2 separate regions of the Oryctolagus cuniculus genome follow, and region 1 is linked to region 2. A link is a contact called in public Hi-C data. All regions are on one chromosome and are shown on one strand. Each heading gives the region's core, a stretch centred on a gene start, on an enhancer-like site or on the middle of the called end of the contact. The rest is flanking DNA. Distances are from core to core; before and after follow the strand shown.

What was found. Hi-C and Micro-C count contacts between places; a contact is called where the count stands out from the background.
Region 1: a Hi-C map of an unstated tissue shows a contact between it and region 2, with 1.7 times the contacts expected there. The contact joins the promoter of HECTD1 here to the promoter of DTD2 in region 2. A contact is called at or near these places in 2 of 6 Hi-C or Micro-C datasets (skin fibroblasts and an unstated tissue).

The regions. Positions count from the first base shown.
Region 1 is chr12:44,179,348-44,184,773 of mOryCun1.1, forward strand. HECTD1 (HECT domain E3 ubiquitin protein ligase 1) reads left to right here and starts at 3,077. Exons shown (of 43, transcript XM_070053782.1): 1 at 3,077-3,378; 2 at 4,772-4,927. The coding sequence starts at 4,788. LOC138844637 (a long non-coding RNA gene) reads right to left here and starts at 2,687. Exons shown (of 2, transcript XR_011380779.1): 1 at 2,460-2,687.
Region 2 is chr12:43,930,095-43,935,210 of mOryCun1.1, forward strand. DTD2 (D-aminoacyl-tRNA deacylase 2) reads left to right here and starts at 2,853. Exons shown (of 2, transcript XM_051822748.2): 1 at 2,853-3,051. The coding sequence starts at 2,941.

The DNA of each region.
Region 1 (5,426 bases), core at 1,827-4,326, 250 kb after region 2:
AACTGAGAAAATAACTAGCAAACCATTAAAAGACATGAAATTTAAATGTATACAACTAAGTCAAAGTGGCCCATCTGAAAAGCCTACATATTGTATGATTCCAATGGTATGACTTTCTGGAAAGGAAAATCTAAGGAAAGAGTGCTTGACCGGGATTAGGAGGAGGGTGGATAAACATGTAGAGCATAGAGTGTTTTTAGGGCAGTAAAAAAATATTCTGTATGATAGTGTGTATAGTGGATATGTCATTATGCATTCATCCTAATCTATAAAACGTACAAGTGGACTTTAACTAGGGACTTTGAATGATAATGATGTGTCAAAGTAAGTTCATCATTAATTGTAACAAATGTATAGTGGGAGAGGCTGTGACTTACTGAGCCTTACACTCTGCCTGGCACAGAGAAATTCTGACTGGTCCATGAGTCTTAGACTTTGGCATCAAAGTGATCTCTCAACATGTAAACACTTCCTGGTTTCTCGGCACATGTATTTGAAAATGGTCCACTGCCTTCATCTGGATTTTTTTTTCAGTACTTCATTCTTTTCCTTTAATGTTCTCCTTGTAGGACCTCATGATTATTTTTTTAAAGATTTATTTATTTATTTATTTGAAAGGCAGTGAGTGTGTGTGTGTGTGTGTGTATGAGAGAGAGAGAGAGAGAGAAGGGAGAAAAAAAGAGAGACAGATCTTCCATCTGCTGGTCCATTCATTCTCCAAATGGCCACAATAGCCAGAACTGGGCCAGGCCAAAGCTAATAGCTTCAAACTTCCTCTGGGTCTCTCACATGAGTGGCAGTGGGTCAAGTACTTGAGTCATCCTCTGGTGTCTTCCCAGGCGCATTAGCAGGGATCTGGATCAGACACAAAACAGCCAGGACTCAAAGCCACACTGATATGGGATGCCTGCGTTGCAGATGGCAGCTTAGCTCACTGCACCACCCCTGCACCATAATGCTGGCCAGGCCCTCATGTTTCAATTCTCTCTTTGTGTTTGAATTTAAAATAACAATGTAAAAACACTTTACTGTAAAAGCACAATAAAAGTCACAGCATGGTTTTGATAAAGTGTCTTTAAAGCACACTAAGGTTGTTTACCTTAGCCATAGGAAGTTACTGGTGCAGGTAGATACAGTGCAGGAATAAAGGAAAAGATACTTTTTAAATTTAACAGAAGTATATATCTCTTTTGTCTTTTAAAAATTATTTATTTATTTTATTTGAAAGGCATAGCAAGAGAGAGACACAGAAAGTGCTCCTATTACCAGTTCACTCTTCAAACGTTCAAATGGCCTAGCCTGGACCAGGCCAAACAGGGGAGCCAGCAATTCAAATCAGGTCTCCTATATAGGTGGCAGGGACCTAAGGACTTGAGCCATCACACGCTGTCTCCCAGGGTGCACATTAGCAGGAAGCTGGAATCAGAAGTGCAGTCAGGACTTTGTTACGAGGATTTGGGTGTTCCAAGAAGGGTTTTAACTGCTGTACCAACTGTCTGACCCTCTTGTTTACTCCTAGGGCCAAGTCTAGGCCTTCCTGTTGGGCTTTCCCACTGTTAGGGCAGGGCAGAAACCTCCCAGCCAATGCCCTTGTCTAGGTTGCTCTTTGCAGCCCATTCTGGACACTCTCAGCATATAAATTCTCCACTTTTTCCAGGATTCTAGTCCAGAACTGGCTGCTTGGCTCAGCCTAATTTCTGCATCTGCACCTTCAAGGCTCTCCACATTTGATTCCTCTTCTGTGGCTCAACGCCGGTTCTTTCCCCTTCACTTTATCTTTGAACAAAACCAGGTTTCACTTGTATTCTTCCCACTCCCCAGCGTCTACACTTCACCCATTCAAGGTCCAGAAAGCAATGCCACCTCCTCCTTGAAGATTTTCCTGGCAGCTGCAACTTACACTCACTGTTTTTAAATCATTATTCTGATAGTGTTGTACCTGTGACAAGGCAGTCACATTTTTCATCATCTTCTCTTGATTCGACTTGTTAATAGCAGACCTGGGGGCCCACTGCCTGCGACACTGGGACATGTGCTGACAGCTAACTGCAGGGCAAATCTGTAATTTCCAAAATATTGGTTCTTAGAAATACATGGCAATTTCATAATTGCCTAAGGGAACATGTCTTCACTACCACCATGTACTATTAGGAGTCTCTGAGACGTGGGCTTATTTATCTCACAAACCAGAAGGATTTATTTAATATTTTTTGTTAAAAGCTATATTCACATTTCCAATTCAGCACATCCGAAACATCTCCGAGTGCGTCCTATAAGCAGGTGTATTTTACTTTCAATGCACGTGAAATAAAAAGTACGGACCACGGACCTATCTGTGGCCACAGGCAAAGGAGCCAGAGTCCCCTCTCGGTGCTGCTGCTTACTGGGACGCTCTCGGGACTGAATTTACCGAGGCTGCCTCGGAACCTCGGTTCTGAACAATGCCGATAACACAGTACCTATTTTCCAGGGTGGTTGTGAAACGTTTCCTTTCTGAAGCGCGGGGCTGTTTGCCGCCCGGCACCGAAGGGAGGCGCTTTTCCTCACGCCAGGAGCGGCGACCGGAGGCGTCGAGGCCAGCTGACAGGGGAGCGCGGGTCCCGCGGGCGGGGAGGCTCGGCCGGGACAGCTTGGGCCCAGCGCTGCACGGAGGGGACTTCCGCAGCGCCGCGCGAAGCGTTCGCCACGGAGCCAAACGAGCGGAGCGTGCGTGCTCGAGCGCGCGCGCGCGCGCGCGGGCGGTCGGGGGCGCGCTCGGACTCGGGCCGAGCAAGAAAGGCGCTAACTAGCCAGGGTGTGCGCTGGGAAAACTACAGCCCGAGGGAGCCCAGCCCGGGCCGCGGGGGGCGAGAGCGCCCGGAACCCGGCGGCGGCGCGCCCGGCGCCCGGGGTTGGCGCCCCCGCGCCGCGGGTCGGCCATCTCCGCAGCGCCCCAGGTGGTGGCCGGCGGGGTCGCCGGCGGGAGAACAGATTCGCTCCGCCTCCGCCGGGCTCGGCTGCCCTCGGCAGCCTCCCCGCCCGGCTCTCGCTCGACCCTCCCCTCTCCCCCCGCCCGAATCACGATGGACGCGGCCTCCCCCCGCTGCCGCCGGCAGCACCGCGCGGGCCTCCCTCTGAACTGCAGGGCCTGAGGAGCCGCGTGCGGGGGACGGGACCTGCGCTGGCTGGCTGCCGCCGCTCAGGGGAACCTCTCGCTTCCCTGTCACCAGGTCCCCGCGGAGGAAGGGGAGGGACGAGACTCGGCTTTTCCTGTGCCGCCTGCCCGGTTCGACCTGCGCGGCCTGCGGCTTCCTGGGAACTCGAGGGCCGCGGCTGGGCCTGGCTCTGCCCGCGGCCTGCTGGGAGCTGGACCGAAGCGGTTTGGGACGACAAGCCTGGGTAAGAGCCTGTGGGAAGGGGAGGCGGGGATGCCTCCGGTCGTCGGAAGGGCAGGCCTAGGTTCCGGGATCCGGGACGCCCGGCGGCGAGCGGGGAGCGAGACCCCAGCGCCGGCTGAGGTCGGCCGGGCTGCTGCCGACTCTTCTGCTTGGCCCCTTTGTTTCCCTCCCTGGGCCGTTCTGGCGGCGGGGCCTGGCTTGCCGGCGCTGGAGCCCACGGCGGGCTCCTCTTGCCCTTGAGAAGAAGGGAGGGTTCGCGGCCCGGCCGGGGCCAGGGACGTCCCTCCGGGCCTCCGAGTTCCGGGCGCCGCTCTCAGGAGACCGGCCGCCCTGCTTGGCTCGGCAGCCCCCTCCGGCCCCGGAGGCTTTTGCTGCTGCTTCTGCCGATCTTCGGTCCCTCCTAAACAGGTGGCTAACTTGATGGGGTTTGGTGCGGGGGAGGCAGAGCGCTTGTTGGGTCGGTCCCGCTGGTCGCCGCCGTTGGCTGCCCACCGCGACCCTACGCTTGATTTCTACACCTGCAGCTGGGTTAGGTGGGATCCACAGCGCTCCTCTGATCAGGGCGCTAAAGAGGAGCTTTTATGATGGCTGGTCTGAAGGGGCAACTTCTCGGTTTCGCTTATATATATATTCTTTAGCCAACTGCCCATCCCCACGGGAAAAGAGAGCCCTAGAGTGGCCTATATTCTGATCCGTAACCTGTTAGTCCATTGCACATACTTTCTAGCGTTTCTTTTTAAAGTTTTAAGGACATTTGCCAAGACTGTCAACATTCATTGACCAAGTCTTTATTCATAAATAGATCTCGTATCTAATTATCGTTTGTAGTTGTACATCGTTAAATAGGGGTAAGTAAATTGAGAAGCAGGATTTGTGGAATCGGAGGTAACTTTACAGGAGAAACTGAATTTGGAAAGGGAAAGGATTAAAATGCCTTGAAAATACAGAAAAGGACCCGTATCTGAAGATCAGTTTTGAGTGTAGATAGAAGAGGGGAAGAAGTTTGCTGCGGGGGAAAAAAAACTGTAGTAGTAGTTCTTTGCCTTTTGGCACAGTCATTTAGTGATAGCAGCGTGGGATCCGAAGCTTGTGTGGTTGTGTTTGACGAAGACAGCGCTGGTTTCCAGTTAAGCAGCAACATAATCAGCTTATGCCTTGTGCAAAACTGCGTTTTATTTAGTGTGGTATCTGAATGTTAAACCCAAGGAATAAGTTGGAAAACTACATTGAACACCGTGATCCAGAAGACATACTTCACGATTTTTTTAATTTGTAGGAGGATACCATGAACATTTAATTTATGCAGAAGTAAATGAAGACATTTTAAAACTCAAGCTGATTAGTCTTGGAAATTTAAAGGACTTTTTTTTTTTTCCCTTTTCAAATTTAAGCAGAGGCTTTTAAAAAACCATGGCGGACGTGGATCCAGATACGTTGCTGGAATGGCTACAGATGGGACAGGGAGATGAAAGGGATATGCAGCTAATAGCCCTGGAACAGCTATGCATGCTGCTTTTGATGTCTGACAACGTGGATCGTTGTTTTGAAACGTAAGTGCATTCCTTCATCATCTTCCTTTGGGTTTTGCTGTATTGACATCTGTTTTCAAACATTGCTGACTTCAATTTGTGTAGAAATTTCTCTGGTGAATTTTTAAAGTGTATTTTAAAACACTTCTTTAAAGTTTTGCGTTTACACTTTTCTGAGGAATAGAAAAAGGTAACTGTAGTACTGATAATTTTGTTTACACAAATATGTATTTGTTGAATGAATGGTAATTAGTAGAAATACTAATTTTAATCCATAGCTTGGCTGGTTGATTTTCAAAATATGTTGTAAGCTGGGGACAATGCAGATACTTATCTTCTTTAAAGCTAGCTAGTTCTGTACTATGAAATTGACTTATAGAATAAGAGAAATGATAATGAACATGTTTTGAACAGCCCATTTCTTCATCTGTGTTAAATCTACTTTTGTTAAAGCAAATCATTGGTTTGTAAATTTTGATTTGGGGTGGGATAAATTGGATGTTAACCATGTAGCATACTT
Region 2 (5,116 bases), core at 1,603-4,102:
TCTTCCATCTGCTTCTTCACTCCCCAAAAGGCCTCAATAGCTGAGGCTAGGCCAGGTAGAAGCCATGAGCCTGGAACTCCATCCACATAGGTGGCAAAGGCCCAAGTACTTGGGCCATCTCCTGTTGCTTTCCAGGTGCGTTACTGGGGAGCTAAATGGGAAATGGAGCAGCTGGAACTCCAACCAGTGCTCATATGGGATGCTTAACCTGCTGCTGGGCCACAACGCCAGGCCCCACATACTACTATTTTATTGCATTTGTGACCTGCCTTCTTAAATTCTTGGTGGAATTTAATTAGGTGTTCAAAAAACAAAATATAGCTGGGAAGAGGAGAGAAAAGATAGGCTGGAAAGAGGTTAGTTAAGGCACACCAAAATTCTGTTAAATGAAAGGAATTGGTTCTGGTGTTCTAGTTAGTTAGTCTACAACAATATATGATGTATTTTTAAAATAACTAAAAAAGAAGGCTTCAAATGTGCCCGACATGCAGAAATAATTAATAGTGTTTGAAGAGATGTAAGCACTATCTTCATTTTATTAAATGTATCAATTTATATTTTACCCCATATTTACAAATATTATGTGTCAATTTTTAAACAACCATTGCAGATATAGTTGAAGCTGTCTGTGTACAAACCTTCAACCCAAAAAATAAAATAAAGGAAATGTTTCTTCAGTGTCTATTCACTACTGCCCTCTGCAGGTAGAAGGGAAGAATACTGAGCCACAATCTATTACATCACCTACAGCAATGTCCAGGAGATCCTCATCCAATAGGAAGATTTAAAGTAATTGGTGATTTTTGCAAAGCTATTCACCAGTGAGACTTCATTTATTTCCAGAAATAAAGTTATTCATAATTTTTAAAGGCCCCTCACTGTGGAAAGATGTTTTTCACACACAAAAAATTATTTATTCATTTATTTGAAAGATGGGATGATAGAGAGTGGGACAAAGAGATCTTCCATCCACTGGTTCTTTCTTTAAGTGGCTGCAACAGCCAGGGTTTGTCCAGGCTGAGGCGAGGAGCCCAGAGCTTTATGCTGGTCTCCCACATGGGTGGCAGGGGCCCAAGTACTTGGACCATGCCTTCTCAGGCACATTAGCAGGGACACAAACTGGAAGCAGAGTAGCCAGATGGTGCTCCATCAGGAGGTGGTTGCTGCCTGCTGCTTAGCTCACTGCACCACAAAGCTGGTCCATGTGGGAAGATCTCTGGGAACCATAAACCCTATTTTCTTGTTAAAAAAAAGATTTATTTATTTTATTTGAAAGAGTTACACAAAGAGAGAAGGAGAGGCAGAGAGAGGGAGAGAGAGGTCTTCCATCTTCTGGTTCACTCCCCAATTGGCTGCAACAGACGGAGCTGTGCCAGTCCAAAGTCAGGAGCCAGGAGCCTCCCCCAGGTCTCCCATGCAAGTGCAGAGGCCCAAGGACTTGGGCCATCTTCTACTTCTTTCCCAAGCCATAGCAGAGAGCTGGATATTGGAAGTGGAAAAGCTGGGACTCAGACTGGCACCCATATGGAATGCTGGCACTGCAGTTGGCGGCTTTACCCGCTATGCCATAGCACTGGCCCCAAAGCCTATTTTCACTAAACCTCCTTATCCCTGACATCCAGATGCAGATGGACACAAAGCCCTTTCTTCTAGGCTAAAGATCTCTATGTCAAAGTTCCCTCCAAATTTATGTCTGGTAGAGAGAGAAAGAGAAAAAGAGACTTAAGAGTTGCAATGACATAAAGATGCATACATTAAGCAATTCAATTGTTCTGTACTTGCAGACAAATGTCAATGAATATCAGAACCCCTGTAATGCAGCAATCAGATATGTGAGATTTTGCTGCTGCTTTTTAAAAATAAAAGTTTAAGACAGGTTACAAGATAACTACCAAACATGCAGCTTAAATTTTGTGTACAAAGGGCTATTGACTATGCATGGATTATTTTTTTAGTCACACTACTTTGTATGGATAGCAACACTGTCAGTGATGTCATCTGCTAAAACTACAGGCCAGAATGTATAGGCATATTGTGCCAACTGAGGCCAAATCAATGACCTGGGTAATGCAATCAGGGTAACACTATTATTCTTCATCCAAACCCTCCAAGCCTGTAGAAAAATACATGCTAATCTGATGCATGTTTAAGGAATGTGTTGCGTGGGAAAGAAAAATCAAGCCCTTGTTTAACTTTATTTGCATCCTAATACGTACTCATAGAAAATGCATTGCAAAATTTAATATTGTATGTGCATCAGGATATGTTGTTTTATTTTTGCAGCAGGTTAAATAACTTATTAGGTATCACATACTTTCCTATATAAGCATGCTTTTACAGGGGATATTCCCTAGAGAATTGATCTCCAAGTGTGTATTCATAGAGCATATCAATACTTTTCACAACCGTGAATCAGAATGATTAATAGCATTCCTGACAGAGGAGGCAGTACCGTTTTATTGATTAGGGTAAGGAAAATTTTGAAAGATTTATAGCTTTTAGTTCCATCTGCACTTGCCGCCAGATCAATCGATTCGTTACATTTACCTATTTTCATTAAGTAACATAACACGGACCTCCATCAAGCTTATTTAAAGGTTTTTAACCTCTGGAAACCTAAGCTTTCTGAGGTGAAAAATGTTTCTACAAAATGTGTGTAGCAAAGACCCAATGAGCCTTTTCACTGGTTTCAAATATACACTGAACAGCTTCTACAGAATCACTCCCCAACTGCGGAGGGGCTTAGCAGAGCTTTGTCTTTGAAGACAGAACATCCGGGACACCCCAGGGACACCCCCCCGAGGCCCCGCCCCCAGAGCGGCTGGGGCGGTCCCTCCGTCGTGCCCCGCCCCGTCCCGTCCTCCTTGCGGGCAGTCCAGGGGCGGAGCCTCCGGGGCGCGCGGCCGGAACCGGTGGGATCCTGGGGCTAGGGCTGCAGCAATGGCCGACGGTGGCCGAACGCCTCAAGCCCGTGCGCTCCTACAGCAGTGTCTGCACGCGCGGCTGCAAGTTCGCCCGGCCGAGGGGGACGCCGCGGCCCAGTGGGTTGAGGTAACGTCGGCCCGGCAGCCCCGGTTGTCGTCCTGCGCCGGGGGGCAGCCCTCTCCGCGTTGTCTTGGTGACCGGCCTCGCTTCTGGCCCGGCGTGCGGGCCGCTTGGTTCCCTGGCGTGGGCTGTGGGCCGCGCGGGACGTCGCGGCGGCCGGTGTGCCCGACGCTGCCCACGGAGGCTTTCCCGCGTTGCGGGCCCTCGGCGGGTGGAACCTCCTCACGCGGTCTGCTGCCTGAGCGCGGTGGACGTCTCGTCCGTGTGGGACGGGGCCTGTGACGGTCTGGCTCGAGCTTGTAGGTCTGGTTTGCTGCTTTGACGTGGCCTCCGCGTGGCGTCGAATGGCCGCTCCCGGCGGCTGCAGCTTGGTCTTCGGTACTAGGCCGTTGTGCAGAGTTCGCAGCGAACTATTGTACTTCAAGAAAAAGAAAAATCTGACCCATTTGCAAGTCCGATACAAAGACCTCTACATTTATAATAACGAAGCATTGTTCTCGAGCCCGTTTCTTCCAAAGAATTGAAAACATTTATGTCGGTACTTGTATCCTTGCCTTATTGAGGCCTGCGCCCACTCCATGCGAAAAGATTAAGATGTTCCTTAAGGCCCCTGACATATTTGGGGGAGTAAGTTGAAATGCATGAAGACGATTAGTTCATAACTAAGACTTTCTGAGGAATCAGGAACTTTAATGTGGGAGAATTTAAAGTAAACATCTTCTACATTGGGTTCCAGATCTTACATTCCTTAACACAATCCAAGTCATTGATTTTTTTTTATTTATTTATTTATTTATTTATTTATTTTTTTGGACAGGCAGAGTTAGAGTGAGAGACAGAGAAAGGTCTTTTTCTATTGGTTTACCTCCCAAGTGGCAACCACATCCGGCGTGCTGCGTGGATCTGATGCCAGGAGCCAGGTGCTTCTCCTAGTCTCCCATGCGGGTGCAGGGCCCACGGACCTGGGCCATCTTCCACTGCCCTCCCCGGCTACAGCAGAGAGCTGGACTGGAAGAGGAGCAACCGGGACCGGACCGGCGCCCCAACTTTGACTAGAACCCAGGGTGCTGGCGCGGCAGGCAGAGGATTAGCCTAGTGAGCCACCACGCCGGCCCCAAGTCATTAATTGAAATACTACCCGTGAACTATGGCATGTGGATGATTTTTTTTAAGATTTTGTTTATTTATTTGAGACGAAGAGTTACAGAGAGGGAGAAACAGACAGAAAGGTCTTCCATCTGCTGATTCACTCGTCAAATGGCCACAGTGGCCTGAGATGGGCCAATTCAAAGCCAGGAGCAGGTGCTGGGGCCCAAGCACTTGGGCCATCTGCTGCTGCTTTCACAGGCCATAGTGGAGAGCTGGATTGGAAGAGGAGCAGCCATATGGGATGCCATCACCACAGGCAGAGGCTTTGCCTCCTATGCCACAGCGCCGGCCTGTGGATGATTATCTTAAATCAGAATCTGTTACTGTGTGCTGTTTTGATAAGTATAAATTTAATAAGTATAAAAGTTCCTATTTTCTCACCTCTCCCCTCTTCTCGAAACCTCATTTTTCTCATTTGTGTTAATGAGTTTTTGTTGAAGTGTTGATTTTCTTCCATATTTGAAATTTTATTCTCTTTACATTTGCTATCCTATCTGAAGAATCACCTATTTTTATAGTTGCCTACTAGCACTCTGAATTCCGAGTTGGTAATCATTTAGATTCCTTCTATTCCTCTTTATCTTTTTTATATTCTTTGTGCCACATCTCATTATAGAAAAATCACAGATAGTTTATTGCAGACTTCCAAACTATTGGTTTGTGCTTATACATTTTAAAAGGTTTTTGTAAAAGGCTTTCCCTTCCACTCCCACACACATGAGTAAATTACAGAGCTGGCAACTAATTAGATGGTGAGAATTCTTTCTCAAACACTTTCCCCTGTTCTGTTATTGAAAGTTTTTTTTTTTTAGAAGCAGTGTTTTAATTGTCAAAAGATTTGAAGGGTATTTTGCTGTTTCAGTTGTTTAGAACTTTGCTATCACAGATAAATGTTTTTCTTCCTGAAAACTGAGTATTTCTA